Linked DNA regions of Mus musculus: region 2 is linked to region 1. Evidence: chromatin contacts called from public HiChIP or PLAC-seq data. All regions are on one chromosome and are shown on one strand. The core of a region is the stretch at or near the end of the contact, and the rest is flanking DNA. Distances in the headings are between cores, read along the strand shown. Region 1 overlaps Tmem131 (transmembrane protein 131). Region 2 overlaps Vwa3b (von Willebrand factor A domain containing 3B).

Region 1 (5,752 bases), core at 2,265-4,764:
GAGAGAGTGATCATTGTGCACTGTTCTTTTCTCCCAGCTCCTGGAATCTATTCCTCAACTGAAATGTTAGATTTTGGAACACTTAGAACACAAGGTAAAGTAGCAAAAGCCTTTCTGGGTCTGACTTAGTTACTTTTTTGTTGCTGTGAAGAGACACCATGGCCAAGGCAACTTATAAAAGAAAGCATTTAATTTGGGGGCAGGGGGAGTTGCTTAGAATTCTAACGGTTAATCCATGACCATCGTCATGGGAGCATGGCAGCAGGCAGACAGGCATGGTGCTTGAGGAGTAGCCAGGAGCACACGTGTTACCTGCTAGTTGGAGGCCAGGAGAGCCCACCCTGACAACATGGCCACACCTCCTAATCCTTCAGAATAGCTCTACCTCTGGGGACATTCAAATGTCTGAGCCTGTGGGGGCCATTCTCATTCAGACCAGCATGAGCCGTAAAGTAATCCACTTGGGATTCAGTTCTGATGGCTCTGCTTGTAATTCAACTTGAAAGCCATTTCTCAGTGGGTCCTGTGATTTTTGTAGAAAGTGTTTTTTCGAAACCTCCTCCCCGGTGAGAAAATAGGGTGAGGTAACTTGAATCTTCAGGTAGAAAACGGAGTCAGAAAATAGTTTCTTTTTTTAAAAGATTTATTATTATAAATAAGTATGTATTTGAGTACACTGTAGCTGTCTTCAGATGCGCCAGAAGAGGGCATCAGATCTCATTATGGGTGGTTGTGAGCCACCATGTGGTTGCTGGGATTTGAACTCAGGACCTTTGGAAGAGCAGTCAGTGCTCTTACCCATTGAGCCATCTCATCAGCCCCCAGAAAATAGTTTCTTAATCTAGTTCCTCACACATTCAATGTAATAAATATTTTTATTTATCTTAGTGATCAAAGAAAGAATTCTAATTTTAAAATTATAAACAACCAAGCTAAGATGATGATGATGATGATTAAGGAAAAAGTACAAAATTTGAGATTGATTTTGTAATTTGTAATTAAGACTTACTTGTCCAGGATTAAAGGCCATATTTTTGAAATTTAATTTGCTTTTACTATACTAATTTTGCATTGTATTTGATGAGGTAAAGATTCTAATTTGCTGTGAAGCACACCTTTTAAAGAAACACTTCTTTTCTTCCATTTCAACAGATCTACCAAAGGTTTTAAATCTTCATTTACTAAATTCAGGAACAAAGGATGTACCAATAACAGTAAGTTTTTGAGTGTCGGCGCACACACACACACACACATACTCACACTGTGTGTGCATACACGTGCACATGCGTTTGTGTGATTTAACAGCAGGGTTAAGTCCTTGCTCTGTATTGTGGTGACCTGTAGACTCTTGGTTGTATGTAGGATATGAGAATCCTGGTCTTCATTCATCTACTCGTTCATTTAATAACTGTCAGCATCAGCTGTGCACTAGACTGCATCCTGAAGGTGGAGCTGTGGCTCAGACTGCCCAAGTCCCCCTTACCGTTGAGCTCACTTTGAACCCAGACTTCTTTGGGTCCATCTAAGTGTGGTAAGGAAAGGATCAGCCGACTTACACATTGTAGACAAACGCTGTGCCTACTTTGGCACAAGCGTAAAAGATGAGAGAGACCAGCCAGTGCTGTCATGGTGCTCAGTCGGGGAGGTCACATGGGCGTAGATCTCTCTCTTACATTCACTGAAAACTGAGTTTTCTGAGAACCAAGCTTTGCTTTGTCGTGCTTTCTGTTTATTTCAGCATTTCTTTCACATAGTATAACAAGATTAGAGCCTGGTGTGTCTTTAGAGAAGTCATTTTCCTCCAGTTAGGCTGTGCTGAATGTTAATGTGTATTTTATTCATTTCTCTTCCAAGATCTATTCTCTCTTTAAACACTGTGGTCCTTCCCAGTGTGTGATAGCAATTCAGGGAGCTCCAGATGTGATCCCCTGACCATGCACAGAAGGCCCACATTCAGGCCCTCCTGTCTGTCATGTAACTGAGAAAACAGCCTTCCTGATATCATGACACCCATGTGCCTCAGATATCTTCAAAGGGAGGCTTGCATGAGCTTCCTTGGTAGTTGATGAGTGGGAGCCATTTGTATCAGCTTGACATTTGCTCTAGTGAATGTATACACAAAATATCCAGTTGCTATGTACTAGCCGGTTTCCCCTCGCTTGTTGGCATGCTCTGACTGCTCAATATGTCTTGGAATCTTTTTTTTAAAAAAAGACAAAAAACCAAGGTCTCACACGTGGCTCTGAACTCACAGAGATCTACCTCAGCTTCCTAGGTACTGGGATTATAGGCATGCACACCACACCTGACATAATTACTGAGTGCTAGTTTGACCTGAATATCATGAGAAAAGACTAAACATGTATTAAGAATAGATGCAAGCATCAGATCCCATTACAGATGTTTTGATCCTCCAGGTGGTTGCTGGGAATTGAACTCAGAACCTCTGGAAGATCATCAGTCAGTGCTCTTAACCACTGAGCCATCTCTCCAGCCCTGCTTTCCCATTTCTTAAGTCATCTTTGAATTAGCAGTAGTTAGTAACTAGTACTAAAGTGGCTAGTATAAATAAGTTCATTACAAGGCAATGATTTTGAATAATTTTTTCATCTTAAGTTACCTGAATGAACTTTAAGTATTTTATTGTGATTTTTGTTTGTTATTTATTTATTTGTTATTTCCTTAGACAAATGAGTTTTACCTGATGATTCAGGTTTATTTTTAAGAGTGCACAGTTCAGACTCCTTGTGTAAAGTGGCTCACCAACTTTACATTTGTTCACTATTAGTGCAGTATGTTTTGCAGTGATAACTCTGAATGTAAATTCTCTCTCTCATTTGGCAATGCTTAAAGTATTGCATTTGAAGTGAAAGAATCATTTTTTTTCAACATGTATTTTAAGATCTTCCTGCTTATAACAACTGTATCTCAGCAAAAAAACATGACTTGTTCTTTCTGGTACGGTTTTGCAAGGCTGCTACCACAGAGAGCATGCTACGGTGTGGCCCCTCAGGAACCGCTGCAGCAAGGGAGCATGTCTGGACATGGCCGTGCTTCCATTGTTGCTGTCTCACAAGGTAGACAGTGAAGGAAAGCCCTCTGAGGCCTCAGCTCACAAGGCCAGCTCTCTAGCTCCGCAGACAGATCATACCCTAGAGAAATTCTCACAGGTGGGGAAGTGAGCCTGAGTGTGGCCACGAGCAGCTGGGGCTCCAGCTGCACTCCTGCTGCCTGCCTGCCTGCCACGTGTGCTCCGTGGCTTCCCTTGCTCGGGTGGTAAAATCGTGCAATAAAAGCAAAAGAAACTTCCTTCCATTTGCAGCTTAGCTCACAGTTCTAGCTGTTCTTTGTTTACTCTCAAAATGCTTACATATGCTTGAGGGGATGGAGAGGTCTGTGTTTTAGACGGTTGCTACTAACAGTAAGCTTATTGATAAGTAAGGAATTGCTGTGAGCAGATCTTCTGGTTCCCAGCCCAGTCTTCAGCGCACAGTGAAGCAGATGAGAAGCTCATGCTGGGAGAGCAGAGGTGCAAGGATTCCAGCAGTGCTTCTGCGGGAGGGAGGGAGCAGTCCTTAGGGTGCCCCAGCCTGTGAGGTCTTGCTAGCCCCCAGGGCTAATGGCAGTGCGTGGGAGAGTGAGCTGCCCTGGCAGGCCCTGGAGTTACTCTAATCTTCTTAAGTCCCTGCCATAGCAAGCACCAGGCTGCAGGCCAGTGTCCTTTTTCATATTCTTCTCACTTCTGTTGTGGCTTCAAGGGACTCACATTTGATGCTCAGACTGGGAAGAGTTCTCCTTTATAAGGATCAGCCTCGACTGGGGAGGAATCTAGTGCCCTGCCGGCCGTGAAGCAGGCATGAGCTTCACAGGTGGAGGATTGTCCTGGGGGGAGGGGGGGGGATAAGTGGGCTTTGATGTCAAGTTCACACAGCCCCAATGATTTGATACTTAGAATTAAGGTTACTGTGCAATTTGTATACCAGGATGTCAGACAAGTGGCCCTGTACCGAGTCAGGAGCCTGGCTTCAGTCCTCTCGGTACCCGACTGTTGAAACATTGCGTTATACTCTGAGGCTTTCTTTCTTTTTTTTTTTTTTAGATTTGCTTATTTATTTATTTATTTATTTATTTATTTATTTATTTATTTATTATATGTAAGTACCCTGTAGCTGTCCTCAGACACTCCAGAAGAGGGAGTCAGATCTCGTTATGGATGGTTGTGAGCCACCATGTGGTTGCTGGGATTTGAACTCCTGACCTTCGGAAGAACAGTCGGGTGCTCTTACCCACTGAGCCATCTCACCAGCCCGAGGCTCTCTTTATTAGAACAGTGCGGATAGAATTGATATCTTTGAATTCTTTCAGTTAAAATGATTTGTATCATTGAGGATAATTTAAAAAAATAAACCTTATAAAGTGTTCAATTTAAATATATACTAAAAATACACCATTTAGTGGGGTGTTTGTTTATTTGTTTGTTTGTCTTAACTTTAAGTTTGTGTAGATAGACCTGATTTCCTAAGTTGTAAGCATCCGAGCCTCACTTCCAAGTTCAGTGCCTCTGTAGTGAGCCTCAGTCCCTAGTGCTCACTAGAGTGCAGCCTTACCCTTTGACAGTGGACCGTGCTTACCCTGCCAAGCTGGGGAGAAACACTGCAGAGGCCACATGGGGTCACAGTGCCCTGAGGTGTGCTCACTCTTCCTACTAGGACACAGTTTCAGGGCACCTTTGTGTGTGGCTTTCTTCAAGATGGATGAGTCTTGAGATATCTTCTTGTCCTCTTATCTTAGAAAGTAGGCTTTCATGTAGAGAAGGAGACCTTTAGGTTTCCCATGTGTGAGTTCGTCCTGAGGTGTCATACTTAGTCATCTCATACTTTGCCATCACTGCATTTCATACAGTGTTCTTGTGAAAGTCGGGCTTTGCTCTTGTCTTATTTCACTTACAGCTACTAGTATTACGCCTTACGTTTGTGTATGCTTTTCTTTCTACCTAAACTACTAGACTAAAATAACAGGTTTGTTTTCTTCGCAGAGTGTTCGACCAACACCACAAAATGACGCTATCACGGTACATTTTAAACCAGTTACGTTAAAAGCTTCTGAAAGTAAATATACCAAGGTTGCCAGCATTAGTTTTGATGGTAAATATTCATTTTTTTCTCCTAGAGTGGTTATTATTTTGACAAACTAGAAAGCTCCTATGTTGATGAGTTAATATAGAAATCCAGACTATTTTAATACTACTGCCTCAATTGATTTTCCCCTATGAAGATTCATCATTAACTTACTTTATTAATTCATAATATAACTCCACAAACCTAAAACAGTATGTACAATCAGGAAACCTAAGCAGATGTGTTAGGGTCGGAAGTTTCTGTAGTGTGGGATAACTAGTCACAGCAGTCGACATTTACCTTAGTTATGAAGTCATTGGGTGTTTTAATTAACTGATACTATATTTAACTTCCAGAAGCACATTTTGGTTCACAGGCAAAAATATTATTTTTAACATTTTTCTGTGTTGACTTTTTAAGCAAAGCAGACAGTCCTGTCTAAGCTAAAATAAGAGCCTTTATGTATTGTCAAATTAGCTACTATTTCAGACAAGTGATAGATATCATTTGATGTGTTATTTCATATCTAGAACCACGCCTCCCTGGTCATACCCAGTCTCACCTGAAACATTAGCTCAGACGTCAGCATGTTTACAGTCTGTCTTCATTCCATTTTTCACTTGTTTTAAGAGAAA
Region 2 (5,897 bases), core at 1,802-4,301, 210 kb before region 1:
AATGCTCCGTCTGATGCCACAGGGATTGCTGGCTCGGACGTGTGTCCCTTGGTGGGGCCTCTTTGGATAGAGGGGTCTGACTGAGTGGCACATATGCTACAGTAAACAATCCAAGAAAGCAAAGGCTTTGTGTGCATCAAAACCTGGTGCCTTCAGTAACTTGTCTCTGTCAACCCCACCCACAAAGGTGTCCCCTATTTAGATAAAAGTGCATTATTTGGTTGAGAAAAACTCAATTAGGTGCACTTCCCTCCACCCGCTCATCCAGATGTTTCCCGTCAAGGAGGCTCAACCCCTATGTGGCTGAGAAGTCAGCACTGAAACCCACATTCCTGTGGTGCCAGGAATCCATAAATAATCAATCATAAAACTCTACATGAAATTCTAGAACGGTAACCACCTGTTGTTCTGATTAAAGGGTTTAAACTCATGGGAGAGGTCAGCGTGTGTCACAAACTCAGTCTGGCAAAGACAGCAAAAGTGTGGCCTTTAATCTCAACATCCAAACTAAAACGAGACTTCCAGCTTCAACACACACACATATACACAAATAACACAGTTATTCATATTCTCGTTTTTGACCTGCCAGTAGATTGAAGAAAAGTTAAGTTTCTAAATCTCTCTTAACATGAAACCTGAGGTGTCCTGAGAAGTGCATATAAAAGTTCCCTGAGATGAATAATAAATGCATCGTGGGTTTTCTGCTGAAATTATACATCCTATGGAATTATGATAATCCTCCTCCCTCGCCATCAGCCTAACTGTGTTAACTCGGAAGATGTGATCCGCAGAGACAAATATTTTCACTGGGAACTCACCATATCATGTTGAACCTGGTGATGAGAGCCACCTGCTCCTGGAGGACCATTTTCAAAGCATCCCGACACAGATTGAGCTCCTCCATCAGAACGTCACCGAAGTCCAGCACTATGGTGACTCTCTGTTCCAAGATAACACCAAAAATCTGCCGGCTTCCGCTGGTGAGCCAGTCCATCCGCTGCTTGTAGCTCTCCACGGCTTGTGTTAAGTAATCCACAAACTGGCAGATCAGCTCTGTCTTTGCTGTCAGCTGAATGAAAATAAGGATGAAAAGTTAAAAAGAATGAAACAGTAGCAAAATAGGCAGTTGGGGCCTCAGTTCCGGTGATACAGCTGGAGCCACGAACTAGAAAGTGTTCCATAGGTGCCCTTCAAACACCACAGGAACCGGGAAAGAGATTTCAGCCTCTCAGAAAGATAATGAGATTTCTTCAAACTGCAGCACTCAAAATAAAATAAAATAAAATAAAATAAAATAAAATAGTGTCTAGGTTATATCTTATAATATATACAGAACACCAGAAAATGACCAGGGGCACTTTTAAGAAATTGAGTAAAAGAAAGAAAAACTAGCCAAGACAGATTTATTTTTTAAAGTCCCACTGAAAAGTTTTCCTATGTAAGAAGACACTACAAATTATTTCTTCAAAGGTCTCCAGTTCCTTGCAAGGACAGCAGCTCAGGCTCATCCTAGTGACTGTAACTTTTGTCACTCTGCCCTCTCTCCTATGCCAACCTCCCCTGTGCCTGGGTCACCCAGTTACTCATAGCCGCCACTGATACTTTTGGGGACATTCCTAAAGGTGACAAAGACTTGTGGGCAACTTCTTGTTATGTACACATCCTTTAAGCACACCTGGCACAATCGAAAGGCCTTTTAGAATGCAAAGAGGTAGACAGCAGACAAGAAGAACGAAAAGGCCGTGCGTCTATATTCTTGTCTACTCCTCAAAGGCCAGCACCATTTCTCTGCAGCATCGTGGCGCCAGGGATGGAACCTGGGACTTTGCGCATGCTCAACAAGTGCTTGTCCACTGAGCCATGCCCCAGCCCCTGCCATACCTCATGGCTTCTCTGAAGACCTCAGCTTTCAGGGCCCTTGGCATGAAACTGTGTTGTGCGGCTTTTTCCCAATGATGCAATTGCCATTGAGTCCCTTGTACCCTTTTGAGTAAACCCTATAAACTCTGGTTCCGTGGGCTAGATTCAACGGACCCTTTCTGGGGTTAAGCAGGTGGTTGTTCCCATTCCTGTAGACCTAGGAAAAGTCACAGAAAGATCTCAGGGGGTGTGGCGGTGGGTTTATGTGGGCAAAGACACCTCTGCTCTGTGGTGATTTTAATGTGGACCAGTTTAAAACAGTTCTAGTTCACCAAACCCAGAGGTCCAATTTTAAATTATTAAAAACAGTCGGCCCTCTCTATCCACAGGGCCTATATTCTCAAATTCAACCAACCTAGGGTAGAAAATATCTAAAAATGAACTGCATGGATACTGACTATGAACAGGTTATTTATTGTTATTATTTCCTATCCAATATGATATAAGATGTATTCACACAGCATTTATACTGTGTTGGGTATTATAAATCATCTAGCGATAACATATAGAATTGAATGGGTTTTAATGCAAATGCTGTGTTCTGCCAAGTATCTGTTGAGGATTGTGATGGATACTAGTTGTCTACTTGACCACTTCTGAAATCAGCTGAAAACAAGTCCCTTAGCATTCCTGTGAGGGATTTTCTTGATTGGATCCTTTGAGATGGGAAGACCCGCCCTAAATCTGGGCCACACCTTCTGGAGGCAGCCCACATGAATGGACATAAAGAAGGAAGCTTTTTCTTTTTGCTTGCTTGCCCTCACTCTCACTGGCAAGTTCATTACCCTGTTGCTGAGGCATTCCTTTGCTGGTGTTAGCGCCTACTCCTTCAGGGGTACAATGTAGGCTGAAGACCAGCATCCTCTAGGAATCCTCCGATACTCTAGCACCAGACCTGGGCACCCAGTCTCCTGGGCTGAACTACTAGGAATTCTTGGCCTTTCCAACGGGAGGTAGTCATTGTTGGGCTAGCTGAAGCACAGTTTGTGAGCCACTGTAATAAATCCCCTTTCAATAGATATGTTCTTTCTACTAATCCTCTTTCTTTAGACAATCTTGACTAACACAGGGCTCCTGGGAGCGCCTCCTACAGATTCCAAGGAAATAATAGTCCCAGTGGCTCTCAGAGGTGTGTCTCCAACAAGACTTCAGACTTCAGTTGTGGGTCCTAGCCTGACGTGAGTGAGCTCTCCGCCTGCCAGCGCTGGCCCCTCGTCCAATCTGGCTCCGGCAGGTAAGAACAGCCTCCATTTGTCTCTTGGGTGACTCTGGAGATTACTCTCATACTGACTTTTTTTCACCGTCATTTTCAAAATACAGTACATAAAGGGTTTTCTTCTGAGCGAGAGCTCTCGGTACTCTTCTCTTTCAGGCTCTGGGCTTCCTTCCCCAGCTGCTCAATAACTTCATCGTTAAGCCACTGCCCAAAGAAAACAGGAAATGGGAATCCCTCTGGCCCCTGGGATCTTTTGTTGTTTCTTGGTGGAGGGTTTGTTTGTTTATTTGTTTCTTTTTCTTTTTCAAGACAGGGTTTCTCTTTGTAGCCTTAGCTGTCCTGGAACTTACTCTGTACACCAAGCTGGCCTCGAACTTAGAGATTCCCCTGCCTCTGCCTCCTGAGTGCTGGAATTAAAGGCGTGTATCTCCACCACTTAGCCCCTGAGATCTTAATGTGGCCGCAGCCTCTTTCCGTGGGACTGAGGGACCTGTGACTCACGTTGTATAGTCTGCCATCTTCTGCTGTGTAGATCTGTGGGAACAGGCCATCAGCATACCGAGAAGCCACGAGTCTCCTCAAAGAAGTCACATAATCTGTATTTGTATAAAGACAATCAAAACGGCGTATCAGCAAAGACTCTCTTGTTTTTAAACATTTTCCTCAATAATTTGTAATGCTTTGTATTCTGTCCTAAGTCATAAGGTCTCTCAGGAACTATGATAAACATAAGTGCTTATGACATGCAGAAGTCTTGGAAATCATGTGGGGTGGGGTGGAGTTCATTTCCTGCTTCTTTTAGCTAGAACAATTGAGGCAAAGTTCAAAATCACAGCATGAAAACCGTGCTGCCAGGTGGTGGTGGCACACGCCTTTAATCCAGCACTTGGGAGGCAGAGGCCGGTGGGTTTCTGAGTTCGAGGCTAGCCTGGTCTACAAAGTAGGTTCCAGGACAGCCAGGGCTATACAGAGAAACCCTGTCTCGAAAAAATAAAATAAAATAATAATAAATAAATAAATAAGCAAATAAATAAATAAATAAATAAATAAAAACCGTGCTTAACACCTCGAGTCTTACTGAAGGTTTGGACTTAATTTACATAACTTGGGGGGAAAAAATGGGCACGCATGTTAGTCACCATTTTAATCCCAATACCTGGGAAGTAGAAGCAGGAGGATGAGGAGTTCAAAGCCAGCCTGGGTTAAATGCATATGAGGTCATCTCAATAAACCAAAAATATGGGCGTCCACACGCACACACGTAAGCACACCTGACCGACCCCACACGAGCATGAACACTACACATGCACACCACACCACACACATACAAATCAAAGTTTCAAGAGGAAATGTTGTTCTTGTTTTTTAATTAGCCAAGCATAATGAATAAGTATAAAAATTCAACTTAGGGACTACCTACTGCTCAGGTGAAATGAACTGAGTGCGTAATCGATCCAGAGGACCCAAGCATGACGTCAGCGTGACGTCAGCATCACAAGATTTGGCCCGGGCTTGAGAGGGGTAGGTTTGTGGACACTCAGCAGCCAGCTGAAATGCACACTAGGTTCTCTGTCACAGGACTACTGGATTGTTTGCTCAGCTGTGCAAACATTTAGGTACATAGTCTACCTGGCACCCTCTGTGTGTCAGGGCCAATCCAAACTGGACAGGAATACAGCATTCCCTAAGTGCATGTCCAGCCCTTCATGGATCTGTCAGAGACCACAGAGCCTCTGAGGATGAGCTGTGATGGTGGAAGAAGACGAGGTAAGACTTCTCAGAGACATCTTTAGAATGATGACGACATCATTCAAGTTAAGGGATAATTTGGAAAAGTTCTTAATTTTGAACAGGGAGGAAACTAAATAAAGAGCTTAAACTTAGGGATTTCTGTCTTTCCTTTCCTCTTCTCTGTCCTTTCTTTCCTAGGTAAAAGGAAGGGGACTGAAGGGACAAAGGGGGATGGAGCAAAATTATAAGAAATTAGGGAGCTGGAGAGATGGCTCAGCAGTTAAGAGTACTGATTGTTCTTCCAGGGTCCTGAGTTCCCAGCAACCACATGGTGGCTCACAACCACCCGCAATGAGATCTGATGCCCTCTTCTGGTGTGTCTGAAGACAGCTACAGTGTTCTCATATAAAATAAACAAACAAATACATTTTTTAAAAGAAATTAGATATATGGAATGGATTGCTAAGCAAATCAATACAAAGCATTGTGGAGCCATAATCTTACATTGGTAGAAATCTTTATAATTGGTGCAAAATTGAAGTTATCATTTCTTACATTGGTACAGAATTTTTATATTGATACAGATTTAATGTGTGCATTGGTGTAAATTTTTATATTAATATAAAATTTGAAATTAATATTGTTACTCTTGAATAGGCATTGTGAATTTAAGAATACAAAGCTTAGACCCAGTCCTTCTGATAGCTGCTATTATAAACTGTTTAGGATGATTAAGTAACACAAATTAAGCACCAGATAGTAAACTCATGGTTACATTAGATTCTGATTTGATTATAGTAAGGTGCTTTCAATATTATTCAATTAGAAATAGCTAAGAAATAGCACCTTACACAATAATAGTGGGAGACTTCAACACCTCACTCTCATCAATGGACAGATCATGGAAACACAAACTAAACAGAGACACATTGAAACTAACAGAAATTATGGACCAAATGGATTTAACAGATATCTATAGAATATTTCAACCTAAGACAAAAGAATATACCTACTTCTCAGAACCTCATAG

The links. HiChIP or PLAC-seq counts read pairs in DNA pulled down with a chosen protein or histone mark.
Region 2: a contact with region 1 is called in an H3K27ac HiChIP or PLAC-seq map of embryonic stem cells, with 6 read pairs. The contact joins two enhancer-like sites. A contact is called at or near these places in 2 of 484 Hi-C or Micro-C datasets (CD4 T cells and the G1E-ER4 cell line), 3 of 115 datasets of contacts at active chromatin or transcription factors (embryonic stem cells and regulatory T cells) and 3 of 9 other capture datasets (adipose tissue, embryonic stem cells and liver).

Annotation. Positions count from the first base shown.
Region 1 is chr1:36,828,958-36,834,709 of GRCm38.p6, reverse strand. Tmem131 (transmembrane protein 131) reads left to right here. Exons shown (of 41, transcript NM_018872.2): 10 at 38-94; 11 at 1,153-1,214; 12 at 5,036-5,144. Among named protein-coding and RNA genes, the nearest start is that of Zap70, 70 kb to the right of the region's middle. Within about 2 kb of position 3,514, at least 82 of the 459 cell types and tissues checked have an H3K27ac peak or open chromatin away from gene starts, as enhancers often do. A contact at or near this core is called in embryonic stem cells, where this site is marked.
Region 2 is chr1:37,040,130-37,046,026 of GRCm38.p6, reverse strand. Vwa3b (von Willebrand factor A domain containing 3B) reads right to left here. Exons shown (of 28, transcript NM_001370828.1): 3 at 3,638-3,732; 4 at 819-1,069. It overlaps Gm39626 (a long non-coding RNA gene), which reads left to right. Exons shown (of 3, transcript XR_865352.2): 2 at 2,971-3,154; 3 at 3,293-3,460. Among named protein-coding and RNA genes, the nearest start is that of Gm39626, 3.3 kb to the left of the region's middle. Within about 2 kb of position 3,051, at least 26 of the 459 cell types and tissues checked have an H3K27ac peak or open chromatin away from gene starts, as enhancers often do. A contact at or near this core is called in embryonic stem cells, where this site is marked.